Linked DNA regions of Callithrix jacchus: region 1 is linked to region 2. Evidence: chromatin contacts called from public Hi-C data. All regions are on one chromosome and are shown on one strand. Each heading gives the region's core, a stretch centred on a gene start, on an enhancer-like site or on the middle of the called end of the contact. The rest is flanking DNA. Distances are from core to core; before and after follow the strand shown.

Region 1 (2,700 bases), core at 88-2,587, 210 kb after region 2:
GAACAGGCTGTCCATGTATGCAGTAGCCTGCTAGCACCTGGGTGGAGAACATGCACAGTGTGTTTACTAGAGTTGTACGCATGTTCACTTGATCTGTTCTTCCCTTACCAGTCTAGCATTCCTAGAAGATTATATAAGTTAAACTGCCATTTTGCCTCTTCACATGCATGTTTGAGCCCACCTACCAAACTCCTGAAATCTTGAGAAAGTGCCACTCACTGGTTTTGGGTTTTTTCTGTTGGGAAACTGTCCTTCCCAGGCGCCAGTTATGACAAATTATCTTAGTTAACAGCCTGACCATCACCTGATGGTCACCTGACATTCCATTCCTCGTGTGTGTATGTGGGCCGAGGTGAGCCCTCTCCTGCCCTGCTCATGCCTGAATAGATACCTACTGAAATCTCGAAGGCCCTCATTCCAGAGGGGTTCTGTCCCATACCTGGGAAGGATGAGTGCTGCAGAGGCCAAGAGGAATCTGAACAGACAGGCCATTCTTGGTTCTCCACCTGAGCCTTACTAGCATTAGATCATACCCTTTTTTGCTGGAGCAAATTTCTACATAGCTTTCTATTCAACAAACCTAAGCATAAAGTTTTCTCGGCCAGGCGTGGTGGCTCATGCTTGTAATACCAGCACTTTGGGAGGCTAAGGTGGCCAGATCACAAAGTCATGAGTTTGATACCAGCCTGACCAACATGGTTGAAACCATGTCTCTACTAAAAATAAAAAAATTAGCTAGGCGTGGTTATGCTTGCCTGTAGTCCCAGCTACTCGGGAGGCTGCAGCAGGAGAACCACTTGAATCCAGGAGGCAGAGGTTGCGTTGAGCCAAGATCATGCCACTGCACTCCAGCCTGGGCAAAGAGCAAGACACCATCTCAAAAAAAAAAATCAGTTCTCTGGGTCTTTGGGTCTTCCTTTTTAAAGCTTCCTGTAATGTAAAACTTTGATTAAATTTATTTTCTCTTGTTAATCTTTTGTTAGAAGTGTTAGCTGTGACCCTTATGGCCGAGGAAAGTTTTACTCCTGCAACTTCCCAGTCAAAATGAGCCCATTCTTTTATTGTTGTACCATGCTTCTTTACTCACCAGGATACCTGCTAACTAATCTGATAAAAAATCACCCTTAACATCATGGAGAAATCGAGACTTCTATGAAATCTGTGTTCTCCTTTGCACAGTCTATAGCCTCCCCCCACCCCCATGAAATCTGGTTTCCTCATCTTGGACCATTCCCTTCCTGCGTCAATGCCATAGTGATTCCAGCTGCTTTTAGCTTCTATACTGCTCTTTCCCCTCTTTCCCTACGTAGTTTCACACCTGTTTCTACTGCCTGAACCACTTCTCTCCCCAACTAATTTCCTGTCTGTTAAGCCAGCCCTGTCATTCTCATACCTCCAGTACTTCGTGGGGAAGTTATTCCTGTCACTCCTCCAGCATCCACGTTACATTGCCTAGTATGTACTTCTCAGACTTGCACCACAGTGACAACTACTCGTTCAGTGACTATTCCATTCCCCTGGGGGATGAGATTACTGAGTGCAGCGACTGTCTCTTCTGTTTCTCTCTATCACTGAGACCAAGATCTGGAGCACTGAACATCAGACAAATCGCTTTTGAATGAATTAATGGGAGTGAGGGAGGGAAGAAATGTATGGTTTGCTCCAATGGATATATTGCCTTTCCAAGCACAGTTTAAAAGATGGCATTTGGGCAAGTATGGAGTCTTCATCAAGTTTCAATAGAGACAAAGAACTTTGCCTAGAAGTCTGAGCCTACTGGTTAAGAACATTTTTTAAAAATCATTAAATTGTACCTACCTTGACAATGTGACTAGTATCAGTGTATCAATTTCAGACTCTAATGCGAGTCTGCCATCTACTGGTGCTGTGGGGTAGTACTATGAAACCTGACAAACATTTTCATTTTCTCTGGAATCTTCTGGGTTCCAGAAGCTAGGAGGGGCATATAGATTTCAACACGTCCAACCATTTCATTTTACCCAAAGGGAAACCATTTCCCACAGGGCCTAAATGACCACCCTGGGCCATACAGCTAATGGGTGGAAGGGTGGACTCTAACCTAGGCCTCCTGACAAAATCGGCCTTTTTGTTCTTATTCTTAATAGCAATTCTGGATGCTAACTGAAGTACATCTGGTCAACAGTGTTGACCTTGACTTTTTCCAAAAGGAAATGAAAGAATTGAGACTTGTTCAAGTTTACATGCCTGGAATCTCTTACCCCCTTGTATGAAGCTCATCACATCCCAGAAAACATATCTGCTTTCTGTCCAAGGATTTCCTGGATCTGAAAACAGCTGTACAGGATTGTGAGGGAAAGATTAGATTCATAAAACTTGGAATTTCGCACCAAAAAGTTAGGCAAAGATGTGGTGCAAGACATGCGCTGCCTGCCATTAAATTATACGCCATCAGCAAGATTCTGAGGGATTTGAAGCACCAGACGTCTGTGTTCTGAAAAGCCATGATCTTTCATGGAAAAACTGACAAACGGAAAGAACTAGGAACTGCCATCCTAATAAGAATTGACAGGATCAGTGTAGAGCCTTCCAGAAAGGCCTCCTCTGAATCTGGTAGAATTGGCTAGAGAAGCACTAGGTTTTCCAATAGACACATTCTTAAAAAATTTTTTTAGCTACCCCAAGGGACTAGATTTAACCACAGTTGTCATTTTATTGTGT
Region 2 (2,700 bases), core at 62-2,561:
AAAGTATTCGGGGCTCTCTTGACAACATGTACACTGTGTTTCCTTTGTCAGATGTAGAATTTTACAATTATTAGGCCAACCAATTACTAATAAGACGATTTCTTTACAAATGAAGTTTTATTTCACATTACTGATATAGCAGACTCTAACTAGTCCAACTAACCCAGAAGCACTGTAACTAACCACACTGCACAGAGCACTAGCTTATGTATTCAACGCTCAGACCTGTGTTCAATCAATTTCCTCCTTCAGAAGCCTGCCAACTTTAACAACAGAATAAACGATATCATATCAACACGCAATTGTACATACTGGCCACATAGTCTGAATCACAGCACATACATTAGGTCAAACAGATTTTCGACAGTCTGAATCAGAGCCCAGAAAACACGAAGGTTGTGTCTGTCCTTGGTGCTGAAATGCACTGTTTTTCTGCTCCCTCAATGAAAAACCGTCATCCTAATCCCAATCTGAGAGGCTAAAAAGACTAGTTAATTTGGGGAGTCTGACGATGCGAGGTTTAAGAAAGAAAATGATAAGTTTCTGGAGGAGAATAGTAACTTGTGTGTGTGTGTTGGAGGAAGGGGGTTGCTAGAAACATCCCGAGGGCATTTCCCCTTCAGTGCCCGGAGACCCAGGAAATCCGGACTGCGGCAAAGATCGGAAACGCCTCGTCGGGGCAGGAGCCGCGACGGGAACGTTGCCCTCGCCCGGGTCAGGCGGTGAGGGCGGGGAAGGGCGCCACGGTGGTGGACGGCTACTTTCCGCCCTAAGGCGTGAGCCCTGGGGTCCTTTTGTTTCTGGGGTGAGGGGAGGACGGTGGGCGGAGGGTAACCAACATCTGCATTTATTTCCACAGAGGGGACAACAAAAGACCCTGTCGCCCTGGCAAGCGGCGTCGGCAGAGCCAGAGTAGCCCCGGCGCCTCGGGGTGGACTCGGTCCCTTCCCTCGCGGTCTCGGCCGCTCTTACCGTCCCGGTCGCATAGCTGAATGGCCTCCAGGCTGAGGTTTTTGATCACCTCCTCACAGGGGCTGGTGGGGCTGTTGAGGGCATGATCCAGGCGCGGTACCTCCATTTTTCCAACCCCCTTCTCAAGCCCGCCTGCTTCGTATCCAGGCTCTCTTTGCCGGCCCGGTGGGCAAGAAGGGCGGGAAAGGGAGGGGGAGTGGCAGAAGGAGGGAAGGACGCCTGGGACGCGGTGATGCAGCGCCGGGGCTGAGGCACGGGTCTGGAGAGCCGCCGCGAAGGCGACGGCTGTGGCAGGAGCTCCGGGGAGTGTGCGGCTTTGAGAGACCGAGCAGGAAACGGCGCGAGGACTGGAGGCGCGCGCTCCCGGCGGGGAGGGGACGCAGCGCGCGGGGAACGTGAGGAAGAGGGCACGACGCGCGCGCACGCGCGCGGGAGGACGCGCCCACCTGCTGGCGCGCGGCGGTCCCTCCCCCGCCCTTCTGCGCGCACGCGCCCCCACCTGCCCTCGAGCCACGGCCGAGGCAACCTCGCGCGTGACGCGTCGGGCGACTGAGCCCGTGAGAACTGCTGCGGGAGCTGTACGCAGCGCGGCTGCCTCGCCCTCCTTCCTGATGGTGGCGACTTAGTGTCTTCTGTTTGTTCTCGGTGTCTGGCTAAGCCCGAGTTGGCCCTGAGGGGTCTGCACGAGGAGGCGAGGGCGAGCAGGTTAGTTATTTTTCAAGAACAGGAAAATAAGGGCCCAGACTCTTTGGACTTTTTGTATGGTATTGGGGTGTGGGACCCACCTTCTCCCCTGAAAATCCTGGGATACTCGCTGCCCGCACCCTGTGGGCTCTGCCAGACATTCCTCGGAAACAGCTGCGTCTGTGGGAGAAATCAGCGGATTACCTGAGGCGTAGAGGGGTTTGGAGACAGCCTTTTGCCGTCCCTCGACCCTGAAGCGGGGCAAACGTGGGAACTCCTTACTGCCAGAAAGGTGAGGGAATGAGGAGATGCAGCAAGCCTGCTGAAAAGGCGGCAGACATGCTGCGGGGCCAACAGCCACCGGACCAATAGCTAGTAGCCTACCTTCACCCTGTAGCTTCATTCATTCATGCATTTAGCGAATAAGTATTCAGTGCTCACCCTGTGCCATTGTTCTGGGCGCTAATGAAGGGAGGATAAACAGCACCAACTCCCACGGATTTGGAAGGAATCTTTGCTACAATAGATAATGAAGATTGACTTGGGCTTCCTCAGTTACCCTAAACTTGTATCCCCGCTGCTTTTAAGTGCATTTAAGATTCTGCAGTGCGCTTAGTGGATGTGCAGACATTTTAAAAATAAAATAGAGGTCACAGCCCATGGACCTCTGTTCCCATTTGCTTCTTTGGAATAGTATTTAGTTTTGTTGCTATCTCGGGATCAAAACATAGTGTCCCCTTTTCTTAATGTGCTTGTAAATTAATATAAGTTCACTTTTATTGATTTTTCAGTTTCAAACATAAATGTTAATCAAGAAGTAACAGCTTACCCTTACATGGCTGTATGCTACCCTTTCTAGTCACATCCATTTAGCCATAACATGATGAGGTCTGGTTAATTGAAGCTTCCGTAAATGAAAGGACCAGCTTAAAGTAAAATAAGCCTGTGAAAAATCTTGACATAACTGAAGTTTCATAATTTGGTGAAAGGTAATTAGGTATCCTAAAGTGAAAAGTCTTCATTATGAACTTAGGTATTAATGAA

What was found. Hi-C and Micro-C count contacts between places; a contact is called where the count stands out from the background.
Region 1: a contact with region 2 is called in a Hi-C map of induced pluripotent stem cells, with 4 times the contacts expected there. The contact joins the enhancer-like site here to the promoter of PHYHIPL in region 2. A contact is called at or near these places in 3 of 3 Hi-C or Micro-C datasets (induced pluripotent stem cells and skeletal muscle).

What each region holds. Positions count from the first base shown.
Region 1 is chr12:71,544,909-71,547,608 of calJac240_pri, forward strand. The region is part of intron 3 of LOC128929302; the gene reads left to right. Among named protein-coding and RNA genes, the nearest start is that of PHYHIPL, 210 kb to the left of the region's middle. Within about 2 kb of position 1,338, at least 2 of the 16 cell types and tissues checked have an H3K27ac peak or open chromatin away from gene starts, as enhancers often do.
Region 2 is chr12:71,336,332-71,339,031 of calJac240_pri, forward strand. PHYHIPL (phytanoyl-CoA 2-hydroxylase interacting protein like) reads right to left here and starts at 1,312. Exons shown (of 5, transcript XM_002756345.6): 1 at 973-1,312. The coding sequence starts at 1,078. It overlaps LOC128929302, which reads left to right and starts at 1,446. Exons shown (of 11, transcript XR_013524975.1): 1 at 1,446-1,948.